Regions from separate parts of the Anser cygnoides genome. Here region 1 is linked to region 2. A link is a contact called in public Hi-C data. All regions are on one chromosome and are shown on one strand. Each heading gives the region's core, a stretch centred on a gene start, on an enhancer-like site or on the middle of the called end of the contact. The rest is flanking DNA. Distances are from core to core; before and after follow the strand shown.

Region 1 (6,089 bases), core at 1,578-4,077, 400 kb after region 2:
CTGGTCCTGTTTGTGAGTTTTATCGTGGCAGGGCAGTATGTTTTAAAACGGAGTTAGAAATCATTTCGGTGAATACGGTTAAAGAAAAACAGATCTTGATAAAGATGAAAGAAAACTGTTTTTACTGGGAATCTCTGGTGTTTTTTTTCTGCCAAGATAAGCATTGCATGATTTCACTTAAGTGAATCGCTACTGGACATTTCATGAAGGATATTCCCATTACTTGTCTTAGTTTAACAGACTTGTTTTTGTAATTTGTTTAAATATTACATTACTGATTCCATTCTGATGTAATTTGTTGCAACTCCAGTAATTTAAAAGGATTACTTAAGCCTTGTAAGCATGTGCCCTGTATTTTTACTACACATTACGAGCAAATATTCAAAACAGTTCAGCAACTACAACTAAAAGACTGAAAAATGTAGAAAAGCTTGTAGTGTTGTCTGAAAAATGTTGCAAAATGGCCATTTAATATGAAAATGCAAACGAGAAATATTACTATACCATAACATAACCACCCTTAGACATGTGTGGCCCAGGAAGGAAGCACAGAGAGAGGTGCCTGGAAGAGTTAGGATGGAGAATTCCTGCCTTTTTCACAGGACATCACCCACACAGATCACAGAACAACAGCAGGGAAAACATAAAAAAATACAGTGTGCCTGCTGGTGCACCTATGGGTTTGACAAGGCTGCCCTCTACTGAACATAGCCTGGAGAAGGGATCAAGGCAAACAAAAATTAAGAACCAGAGAGGCAAGAATAGCAAAATATGTGTGTGACCTGTGGGCTATAGAATTGAGGGCAGAGCTAGGGATTCGGGTATTTTCAGTGGGCAGAGCAGCTCGGCACCTCAGGTACAAGCACTGCAGCCTCTCAGGGGTGGATTGTCATGTTTTGTTTCGTTATGCTTTCAGCAGGCAGGTAGCATCCCAGCAAAAGTGAAGAATAAACATTAACTGGAGAATTCCAGAGCCCAGTTATGAAATACCAAGTGTAATTTCCTGTGTTTTGCAATGTTTAATGTTTATTTTTAATGATTACAGCAGCAGAAAAGGAAAAAAAAATCGCAGCCTCTCTGCTAAAGAATCAGCATTAAAATATTTTACAAGACAAGCACCCTGCTCTGCTAAACAAAAAGGCTCCAAACTTGTGGTATATTTTGCTCAAACATCAACTCCATCCGAAACATGTAAAAATCAGAAACCCAAGCGTACTAGCAGCTGTCCCCTCCAGACCTGCCAAGTCAGAATGATGGGCCATGTGTGGCGCTTTGCCCAGAAACTTGAGATCCTCACCCAAAGCAGCGGAGCACATTACCGGCAGGTGCCATCCTCTACTGCCAAAATCAGCAAGGCTGCTGAGTCTGCCCTTATATTTGACCCTCAATGACCATTTCAGTCATGCTTCCCCAAAACTTTTGTTGTGCAACAAAACTGTACCCATCAGCAGGCTTTTAGAGTTTACTACTGGCAGTGGCACGGAAACACGAGCGGCCCATTGCTCAGCAGCCAACCTCTCCGTCCAGAGCTGCCATGGCCTGGGTTTTGGCAGCTTCCCTGCTGCAAAAAGTGGGAAGGGGTAGGGGAGATTTATTCTGCGCCATCCTTACACCTGGTGGATGAGCCCTGGGTGAGGCTCTTTGTGGTCCGTACCGAGTACTGAGGAAATTCTGAGCTCAGGACCAATTGGTACGGAGTTGCGTGTGTCTGTTTGCTGCGGGTTAGTGCCCTCTGGAGCAGATGGGCTGCAGGAATACCAAAAACCACTTGGCCTGGATCTTGCCGGCACAGCTTTGCAGCCACAGGCCACGATTATCCTGGGGCAGGGACTTTCCTTACAAAACACTTGAAATAAGGAGAGGGTTGTGTCATGCCTGGTATTGCCAATCGCCCCTGCAGCAGGCAGGTGTTAGGGGACACAGGTGTGGATGGGGCAATGTGGGAGCCAAACTTGGTGCAATTTGTGCCTGTGGTATTTGTAAGGAGCCCTGGCAAGAGCTCTCAAGCCCTTTCCAAGGGAAATTCTCCATCTTCATCCTTTGTGGAGCTGAAAGCCACTAAAATGCGTACGTTGTGCAGGCTCAAGGACTGGGCCCTCACTGGCCATATCAGCCCAAGGCTTCCAACACTCCATTGAGGTTCCCTTGACTTTAACATTTTTTCTTGCACAGATCTCACGGGACACCTCAGTGTTGCCTGGGGAGAATTTTACCCCAGTTACAGAGACTTGTGAAGTGAAAGGCCACGGCAGCGAGCAGGGCTGCGTTGTGGTGGCTGGGAAGATCCCACTGAGAAGCTGCTGGCCTTGGTGGGCCCACACAGCACCTTCTGTTAAGAAACTTTTGATTAACCTCAGCTCTGGCTTTTTACCAAGACCCATTTCGATTATTAATCCATGCCGCTTAACTATTAATCTGCCCGATCTAAGGTTAAATCGGCAGGTTTAATTATTTATTCTCACGGTTCTGTGAACCTGCCCCAGGGGGTGTCTGTCACATGAGTGGGTGGGATTCACGAGCGAGCACCCCTGCCCGATCAAAGACCTCGTTTACACATTCACTGCTAAGCATGAGCCGAGCCGAGCCGAGCCGAGCCGAGCCGAGCCGAGCCGAGCCGAGCCGAGCCGAGCCGAGCCATACACACCCCGCCATTCCCTTAGGGCCCCGCTCCCTTCAGCGCCTCAAGAGGAGGGGAGAGACAGTAGGCGGGAGCTGCCCGACAGATCGACAGGCCTCGCAGCCAATAGCAGCGCGGCTCTGGCGCACACGGACCAATGGGGACGCGCGGCCGCCGGAGTGTTCTAGAAGGGGCGGGCGGGGAGGCGCGGCCGGCGTCGTTCCCGCCCAGTGCGCGGCGCGGAGCTGAGGGGAGCGGCGGCGGCCATGGCGGTGAAGGCGCTCAACCCCAAAGCTGAGGTGGCTCGCGCCCAGGCGGCGCTGGCCGTGAACATCAGCGCGGCCCGCGGGCTGCAGGACGTGCTGAGGACCAACCTGGGCCCCAAGGGCACCATGAAGATGTGAGGGAGCGCCCCCCCTGCCTCCGCTGGGGATGGGGGAGGGAGGAGGCCGCGGCCTTCCCGCCGTGCGCCTCAGCCGTTGGGGCCTGAGGGGAAGCGTGAGGGGAAAGGGGGGGGGGGAGGCGGAGTGTGGGGCTGGGGGGGGTGTTCTGCTTATGCTCACCCCCTCCTGGTGTCGCTCGCAGGCTGGTTTCGGGCGCCGGAGACATCAAGCTGACCAAAGATGGCAACGTGCTGCTGCAGGAAATGGTGAGCAGGGAGGGGGGGCTGGGGGCCTGGGCCTGTTCTCGTCCCCATCGCCTGGGGTAAAGGGGGCCGTGTCCATCGCTGCCCCTCGTGTGTGGTTCTGGGGTATTTGGCCCCGTGTGTTGAGGGGGAAATACTCTTTGGGAAGAACGTAAAGGAGTAAGTGCAGTTTGGGAGGTGTTGAATGAAGTTGGCGTGCTAATGTGGCAGTTTACATATAAAGGAAGTATGAACTGTTTCAATAATATAAACACTCTTCTTACCTTACGTTTTATTTAGGAAATGCATAATTTTATTGTGCTAAGGTCAGTTACAACAGAGTGCTTCATAAGTGTGTGATTTGGAAAAATGTTGGGTGGTGGGTGCAGGTGGTGTAATACCAGGCCCACAGGGAAGGTGAAAGCGCAGCCCCCCCCCACCTGCATGTGGCACGTTATACAGAGCTGTTGCCACCCTGCCCCTGGCTCTGCAGCAGCCATGGGTCCCAGTACTCCCAGTACCCAGCACCAGTCTCCTCAAATGTGGATGCTGTTCTGTAGGTTCATAGGCTCCAATCTATGCGAAAATAATCTTCATTTAGCAGTCGGAGATGCTAAGTGCTACACGTGTTCCTTAAATTGAAAGGCTGACTTGTGTAAGTACCCTGCAGTCATGTGTGGTACTTGTGAACTTTGGCCAGGCAGCAATAATTCTCCATCTTCATAGCTGAAACACCACTGCACTGCTTAGCAGAGGAACTGATGAGAAACAAACTGACTGAATGTTGATCTTCAGTTTTACAAGAGCAAGTAAAGCAACTGACAAATAATAAACCAGTTAGGGTATGTACAGCATTGATCATGCAGAGAACTAAATTAGTTCTAAACTGTTCTTAGTGTCCCAAACAATCCAGTTGTAGTTGTCGTGGTGCACCTGGTTCCTAAAGGAGAAAAGGGCTCTGTCAAGCGAAGCTCTGTTTGTAGGTGAGGAATAGCTTGGGCTAACAGCGTGCACCATTGTTCTGTGTAGATCACAGAATCACAAAATATCTGGAGTTGGAAGGGATCTGCAAGGATTATTGAGTCCAACTTCTTGCTCCACGCAGGAGCGCCCATAAGGTCCTATTGCTGGTCACCAGAGACTTGCTGGGTCTTCAGGGGGAAAAAAGACTGTATGACGCAGATTCAATTCAAGAAACTTACTGGCCAAGTGTGATTTTTGTTGTTGCTAACTGGAATTGTGTGTTGAAACTAGCTAAATTGACAGGAATAATTAAAACATTGCCTATCAACTAGATAAACTACTGAGCTGACTTCAGATCAGCTTTCTCTACCGTTGTGATGAGGCTTACAGTTCAGCTTCTTACTTTTGTTTAGCAAATACAACACCCCACAGCCTCCTTGATAGCAAAAGTAGCGACAGCACAAGATGACATCACTGGAGATGGCACCACCTCAAACGTCTTGATCATTGGAGAGCTCCTAAAGCAGGCAGATCTCTATATTTCTGAGGTATGTGTTAGTGCATCTCTTGCAGATGTGCAAGTGAAAAGCTTGACTTAATACTGTTCAGCTTCTGTGTTGTGTGCTTAACGCTCATAAATCAAACATGAAAACAAATATATTTTCCGCTTAAAATGAGCATATCACAGAACTTGTAAAATGGAGGTAAGCTACAGAGGAGGACACCAGGACTGGTTCCAAACTGCTTATTGGCAATACTGGAGGATTTAATAAGGTTGTGCTTGATACATACTTCTATTTCTGGTTGTTTTGTTTGGATTAAAACACTTACTGCATGTTAACAAGGAGATGCTCTCTGATAATAAGATACTTGGGGGAGTATAAGTTGCAGAATACATCCATGTTGCACAGTGAACACCCAAGTGTGCTTTGTAGTTCCCTTGGTTTTGATTCTGTGCTAGAGTAATCTGTGCTTTTCCTCTGCATTGGAAGGACTGGCATTCCTTTTATATGTATTCAGAAGGACAGAACATTTTATTGTCTCTGTAGCATGCATGTACCCTGTGTTCTGATGTTACATGAGAGTTGAAACCACAGGTTCTACTTGTGGGGAAAATACCTTTTTATCTTACTGTCTAATGGTTTCCTTTCTTCTCTTGCACCCTAGGGCTTGCACCCTAGAATAGTAGCAGAAGGATTTGAGATTGCAAAGGAAAAAGCACTTGAAGTCTTGGAGCAGGTCAAAGTGACCAAAGAAATGGACAGGGAGACCCTTATAGATGTTGCCAGAACATCCCTTCGGACTAAAGTTCACACTGAACTTGCTGACATCTTAACAGAGGCAAGTGGTACATGTGTTTCCAGCCCCTTTTCATGTAAAGACGTCCAGGTTTTAAGCTGCTGTGTTTATTCCTTGGGCAAATGGTGGATAGGAGGATGCAGGCTTGCACTTCGAAAGACCAATGGCCCTTCTGGGGATTTTCTTTTCTCCTCTCTATTACAGGCTGTAGTAGATTCTGTTTTGGCAGTCAGAAAACAAGATGAGCCTATTGACCTCCACATGGTAGAGATTATGGAGATGAAACACAAATCAGAAACTGACACAGCGTAAGTAAGAAGTATCTTTGAGCTTCGTCTTAATGGTGTCCTGATATTTGAGCAACCTGGGGCCTTTGTTTTCTTCTTAAAAGAAGAAATTCTGTGTTTTAAAGCTACAGCTGGGAAAGTCACTAGGGAGGGAATGAAAGAAAGGCAGAAATAGAGAGTTCAGCTGGGAATCATGTAGAGAGCAGAAATGTTCCAGTAGCTGAACTTGATTCCCTGACAAAAGATGTTTGAATAGCAGAGTAGCACTGTCTCAGACTTCTGCTTTACTATGGGTGGA
Region 2 (5,554 bases), core at 2,461-4,960:
GAGCACCAGTATCACCTCGTTGATGCTTTTCTTTTCTTTCTTTTTTTTTTTTTTTTAAATTACACTGCTGCAGCACCACAGACCCTCTATTTCCTCAGGATAAATCCTCTTGTAAAACAAAGAATCTCAATCAGTCTAGTGAAGTCTCTAGAAGGCAGTATATACCAAGGCAATAAAGATAAGAGAAAAAATTATATTCACTAGCTAATTAACCAACTTCTTCCATCTTGCACTAGAATCAGAAGCATGTATAATCAATTATCAGTTCCTATGCACGGGAATTAAATGCACACATCCAAGCACTGGCGATAGTACAAACCTAGCCTAATCCCATAAGCCAACTTGAGCTCATAGGAACAGGTCTATTAATTGAGTCAGTTTTTGATATATGTGATATTAACAAAAGCAACATAAAACATTTAAAAAGAGAAATATACTAGACAAAGCAGTTTAGACAAAGCAGGTGCAGCCTAATTTGCCTAGATATTTTAGTCTTGCTTTTTAAAGCTTTGCAGGTGAGTTCAAGTCTTGCTTTCTGTTCAAACATTATTTTCTAAAGCTTCCAGGTGGCAGAAAGCTCTATGAAAACTGCTAAAACAAACAGAACAGAAAAGATTCACTGTCTCCCACTCTAACCGTTAAGCTAACAATCTTTCATGTGGGGGAGGGGGGGAAGAATACAATTTCCAAACCAAGGGACTGAACAGCACAAATGAAGAGAACTGCTGTCTGTACTCACCTGTTCCAGGTCCCGGATCATTTCCTCTTGGCTGCAGTTAAAAATCCTACTAAACAGCTTTACAATCTGCTTATCGTTCAAGTTGTAAACAATTTTAATGACGCCTGGTAACAGCAGCTTAATGGTCAGGTATACGTCACCATGAAAACCATCTGGAAAAAAGCACAAACCATTAGAAACTGTCACAATTTATTTTCATCTACAGTTAGTTGTGCTCGTTAGCATGACTGGGGAAAAAACAACACAGCTGGGGCTTACCTGTTCCACCACATTGTTCTGCTTTACATGAAAGGCCATTTCTCAGGAGAAACACCCACAATTTCCCTCCAAATCTGATTTCAGCACTAAATTTGATGGCACTTACGAACATTTGCCACTGTCCTGGCCTGAGTCATTTTCTTATCTGATCTGAATTTGTTTTTCAAAAAACAGTTCACGTTGCAAATTTTATCCGCATCAGTTCAGAAATCATCACAGCTAACAGCTTGGACTACAGAGCAATCAGATTTTAATTCACCCTTGCTTTTGCAATAATAATTGGAAGTTTAATTTTGAGAGGGCTTTCATATGCAGAAAATACCACACAAGAATCGTACCTCCTCCAGTTCCCTTCTTCAGGAAGTCCTGGATGATCTGCGTTTTCACATTATAGCTGGGCTTGTCGGCAACCATGGCGCAGAGCTTCCTGAACTCTCGCAGCAAGCAGTCTTTGTGCTTCGGATCACTTTTTTTTGCAGACAGACTAGACTTGTGGGAAGAGTTTGCAGGGACATCTTCTGAATTCTTTGGCTTGGCTGAATGAAAGATAAAAAGTTTTTTTTTTTTTTTTTTTAAAGTAGATGGGGCGGACTTTGAAGATGAGGGCACCTGTGCCTGGCAATCTGAAAAGAACAACCCCAGTATGGTGACAAAGCTTTGGAACTGAATAATGAGGTGCTACACCAAAATTTGTGACCTTAAATTTTATTTACATTAAGAAAATCTACAATTTTTTCCACTATTCTTACTCTTCACAGTACACCAGATTTTTATGGACCTTAATTCTACCAAACATGGTTAGGCCTTGGTGAAAAGGAATTCCTGCTGGCAGACACTTCTATTTGATTTCTATTTTATACGTCTTCCCCCTTCACAGAAGCATGTTTGCCTAAGATCACTGCTAAAATGCGGGAAAAAATTTCAAGAACTCTTTTGTTGACATCTGTCAAGCATTTATCAAAAATAATCCAGTGATCAAAATAAACAATCATAAAACAATTTAGTCCACTAACAATAGAGCTAAGCCTGGTTTCCCACAGGCTCATATTCCCTGTACCTCTAACGCTTCTACCTGGGCTATCTTTAGCCTGTACCCTCACAATTCGACTGAAATTAGCCAGTGGACAAATAGCACTGGAGTCACTCTGACGACGTGGGTTACTGCATAAACAGTGTTTCCTTGGGAATATCAGAAGTGCAAGCATCAGTTCTTTCAAAACTGACAGCCTACGAAGGCGGTCAAAATTTTTGGCAAACGTGATAAAAAATACTTAAAACTAAACCACCTTCTACAGAGCAAAAAATGACTGAACTAAGTTAAAAAAACTTCTGATGCTGGTATTGAAAGAAAAGTATTTCCCAGAATCAGTTTCTTTTAAGTCCTACCTGTGAAGCCAGAGAACTTCTTCGGATTGACAGCAGCTAACGGATCCTTTGAGGGACTGGTTATTTGTCCTGTGGGAGTGAGCTTAGCTTGGACTGTTGCTTTTTTCTTCGGCGTACTTGCAGCCTTGGTAGTAGCTTCTGTAAAACAGCAAGGTATGGGTTTGATCCAGCAGTCAGAAACAATCTTCGACATCCCTCAACATATACAAGATATACTTGTATAACAAGTATAAACACGTCCTAAAACAACTGGGGACAGAGGGGCATTTCTCAGACAGCAGAAGATAAAAAAACTACATAACTTACTAAAGATCATGAGAAAGATAAAACCAGAACATAACTGATGCTTTCTGGTGGCATTTATCTGAAACTTTAAGCGCCTACACGTGGATTAAATCACTTAGACCTTCTGCACAGTCAGCTGAGACAAAAGAAATTACAAAGCGTGATTCTAGAAGTGCCTACTTCTTCCCTTTACTTTAGGGCTAAGGCACAGATCAGACAGAGAGCACTACCCACCTTTTCACGAGATCACACCAGCAAATCAGCAAGGATTACACAGTAAATGCACGGCTGCGTGGCAGTCGGTGGCATGTTTTAAAAACGAGCAGGGCTGAAAAGCGGCCCAGGCCCTGCCCCGTGCCTCACCTGCGATGTGCTTGTGGATTAGCTCCTTCTCCTCGTCCTGCAGCTCCTCCCAGCCCTCCAAGTCCGTGATGTCCTCGATCTTCTTGGTGGTGGCGCGGGCCTTCTCCAGCTTCTCAAACATGCACCTGACGTGGTACCACTCCTTCATCTCCCCGCCGGACTCGGTGAAGGGGTTGGGCACGATCTTCCCGATGCGCACCGTGCCCTTCACCAGCTTCTCCTTGCACTTCTTGCAGCCGGCCGTGCCGCGCTTGGCGTAGTCCACGCAGTACCGCTGCTCCGCCATCGCCCCCCCCGGGGCCGGGCAGCCCCCCGGCGGCCCCGCGATCACCGCCGGGAGCCCCCCTCCGACCCCGCCGCCCCTCTCCGCCCCCGGGCGGCCTCCGCAGGCTCCGCTCGCCGCTAACCGGCCCCGGGGGCTGCCCGCGGCGGGGCAGCGGCGGGGTCCCGCTGAGGAGAGCGGCGGCCGGCAGAGGCCGAGGGCCGCGCCGCGACCGAGCACCCGGGCAGCCTGGGCCAGAGCCCTGCCGCCAACGGGCATCCGGCCCCCGCCGGCGGCGCTGCGAGAGGCGGGAGGCGCCCGGTGCTGAGCCCCGCGCCCGCCGCCCGCCGCCCCCCTTCGCTCCCCTCACGGGCCCCGCAACCGCCCCTCGCTGGGCCCCGGCCGCGCCGCCTCCGGGCTTCCGTAGGGCGCAGTGCGCGTGCGCCCCGCCGCTACCGGCAGCCCCTGAGAGGATCCCGGGGCTTGGCCGCGCCCCGCCGCGGCAGGTCCCGCCCCTCGGAGCGGCGGTGGCCCCGCCTCTGGCCCCGCCTCGCGCCGCTTCCCGCCTCTGGCCCCGCCTCACGTTTCCCGCCTCTGGTGCCTCTGAGGCGACGCCGCCATGCGGGCGCCTGGAGGGGAGCCCGGCGCCATCTTGGTGCGGGCCTGAGGCGATGCCCGCGGCCCGCTGAGTCTGCTGAGAGCGCCGCACCGCCTTGGTTCTGGTCTGAGGTGCTGCCAGGTCACCGGGGCTCCTAAGCGGCTCCCCTGGGAGGGTTTTGGTGTTTTGGATACGCGGGGCTGAAGTGCTGCTGTGTCACCCGGCCTTCGGAACAGCTCCTCTGAGAGCGCTGTGCTGTGTCAGCGTGGGTCTGAGGCACTGCCCTCTCATGGGCCTCACAGTATTCGTCCCCCCAGAGCGTTACACGCTGTTTGTGGAGGTCTGAGGCGCTGCTGTGTCACCTGGCCTTCAGAAGGGACCCCTGGAGTGCTGTGCCGTGTCTGCCCCAGCCTGAGGTGCTGCTCAATCACCCGGCCTCGTGAAACTGGCCATCCAGGAGCATTGCGTTGTGACTGTGTGGGGCTGGGGCGCTGCCCCCTGTCTGCCTTCCCCACATGGGGACTCCAGGAGCACTCTCTCACGTTTGCCCAGGCCCTGAGGTACTGCGCTGTCCCCTCAACTCCCTGAAAGTGCCCCTTATCTCAGCGCAGGGGGGCATGTGCCCGTGGTCTGGCTGCTGGCTCTCTGGGGGTTACAGCCATCCTCGTTTCTGTGGTGAAAGTGCTGTTGGGCAGTGCCAGGAGGCTGCTGAGGAAGCTGCTGTGGATGCCAAGCACACCACCAACAGGATTCCTGCCTTCATCCAGGAAAAGGACACTGTGTTGCCTGTCATGGCTGGGCCAACCTCGACCTGTTTTACTGTTCCTCGTGGCTGAGGCAGAGCATGAGGTATAGAGCACAGAACTGACTTCAGGCTTATGCCTGTCTTTTTGCCAGCCTCCAGCTAGTCACGAGATGAGCTACAGGCAGTCTTCCTCATTTTCTTTGCCAACCTCCAGTTATACCAACCACGCTGTTTGGAGCTGTGGATGAGGACAAAAACTTTGCTCACAGAACTGCTACTGACTTTACGTGGACGGCGTCCATACAGCGCTATGCTTCAGTTTTAAAGCGCTGAACAAAAGGCTGAAAACGTTTGACTTCAGGACCGTGCATTTGACCGAGTCAGATTAAAGGTATTTGTGGAAGTTTAACGTGGTTAAATTTTTAATTGTCCAAATTGCTTTGTAAAAAGATGTGCCATTGAGAAATGATTTACAGAATCAACGGTGTTTGGTGTAGCAGTTTGCATAACAGTGATCTGTTATCAGTGAAGAAAACCATCAAACCCTGGAAGACACGTGGGTACGGTGTTCTGAGAGAGCTTGCAGGGAGCCCAGAGCACAATGCAGTGTTCATGGCATCGTTCCCTTTGGTGTTCTCTCTCATTCATTGTGGTTTTGAGCCTGGTAAAAGAGATGGACAGGAAAGATGAATTTGGGCCCCCAATAATTGCAGTACGTCGTTATCTGGTTTAAATAAGGCTGCTGAGCAACCTCTCAGCAGTAGGGTTTGCTTCCCTAACTTTTACTGTTTAAAAGTCAGCAACATGATCTAAAATAAGCTGTGTCTCTGATCAGTAGAGGAACCTGCAGAGGGCATTTCAGAGGCACGCGTTAGGGTGAGATGAATTGCCTTCTGGCTCTCCGCAGTCTGCGGGGGT

The links. A called contact is a pair of places that touch in the nucleus more often than the background predicts.
Region 1: a contact with region 2 is called in a Hi-C map of liver, with 2.1 times the contacts expected there. The contact joins the promoter of CCT6A here to the promoter of LIG3 in region 2. A contact is called at or near these places in 2 of 7 Hi-C or Micro-C datasets (both in liver).

Annotation. Positions count from the first base shown.
Region 1 is chr18:6,881,872-6,887,960 of Taihu_goose_T2T_genome, forward strand. It overlaps CCT6A (chaperonin containing TCP1 subunit 6A), which reads left to right and starts at 2,828. Exons shown (of 14, transcript XM_066979579.1): 1 at 2,828-3,017; 2 at 3,203-3,266; 3 at 4,619-4,753; 4 at 5,373-5,546; 5 at 5,709-5,812. The coding sequence starts at 2,884. It overlaps PSPH (phosphoserine phosphatase), which reads right to left and starts at 3,249. Exons shown (of 7, transcript XM_013189847.3): 1 at 3,181-3,249. It overlaps LOC125183266 (small nucleolar RNA SNORA22), which reads left to right and starts at 5,109; the gene lies at 5,109-5,240.
Region 2 is chr18:6,482,735-6,488,288 of Taihu_goose_T2T_genome, forward strand. It overlaps LIG3 (DNA ligase 3), which reads right to left and starts at 3,711. Exons shown (of 19, transcript XM_013189878.3): 1 at 3,032-3,711; 2 at 2,384-2,521; 3 at 1,336-1,533; 4 at 740-891. The coding sequence starts at 3,572. LOC136786610 (a long non-coding RNA gene) reads left to right here and starts at 3,842. Exons shown (of 2, transcript XR_010825766.1): 1 at 3,842-5,027.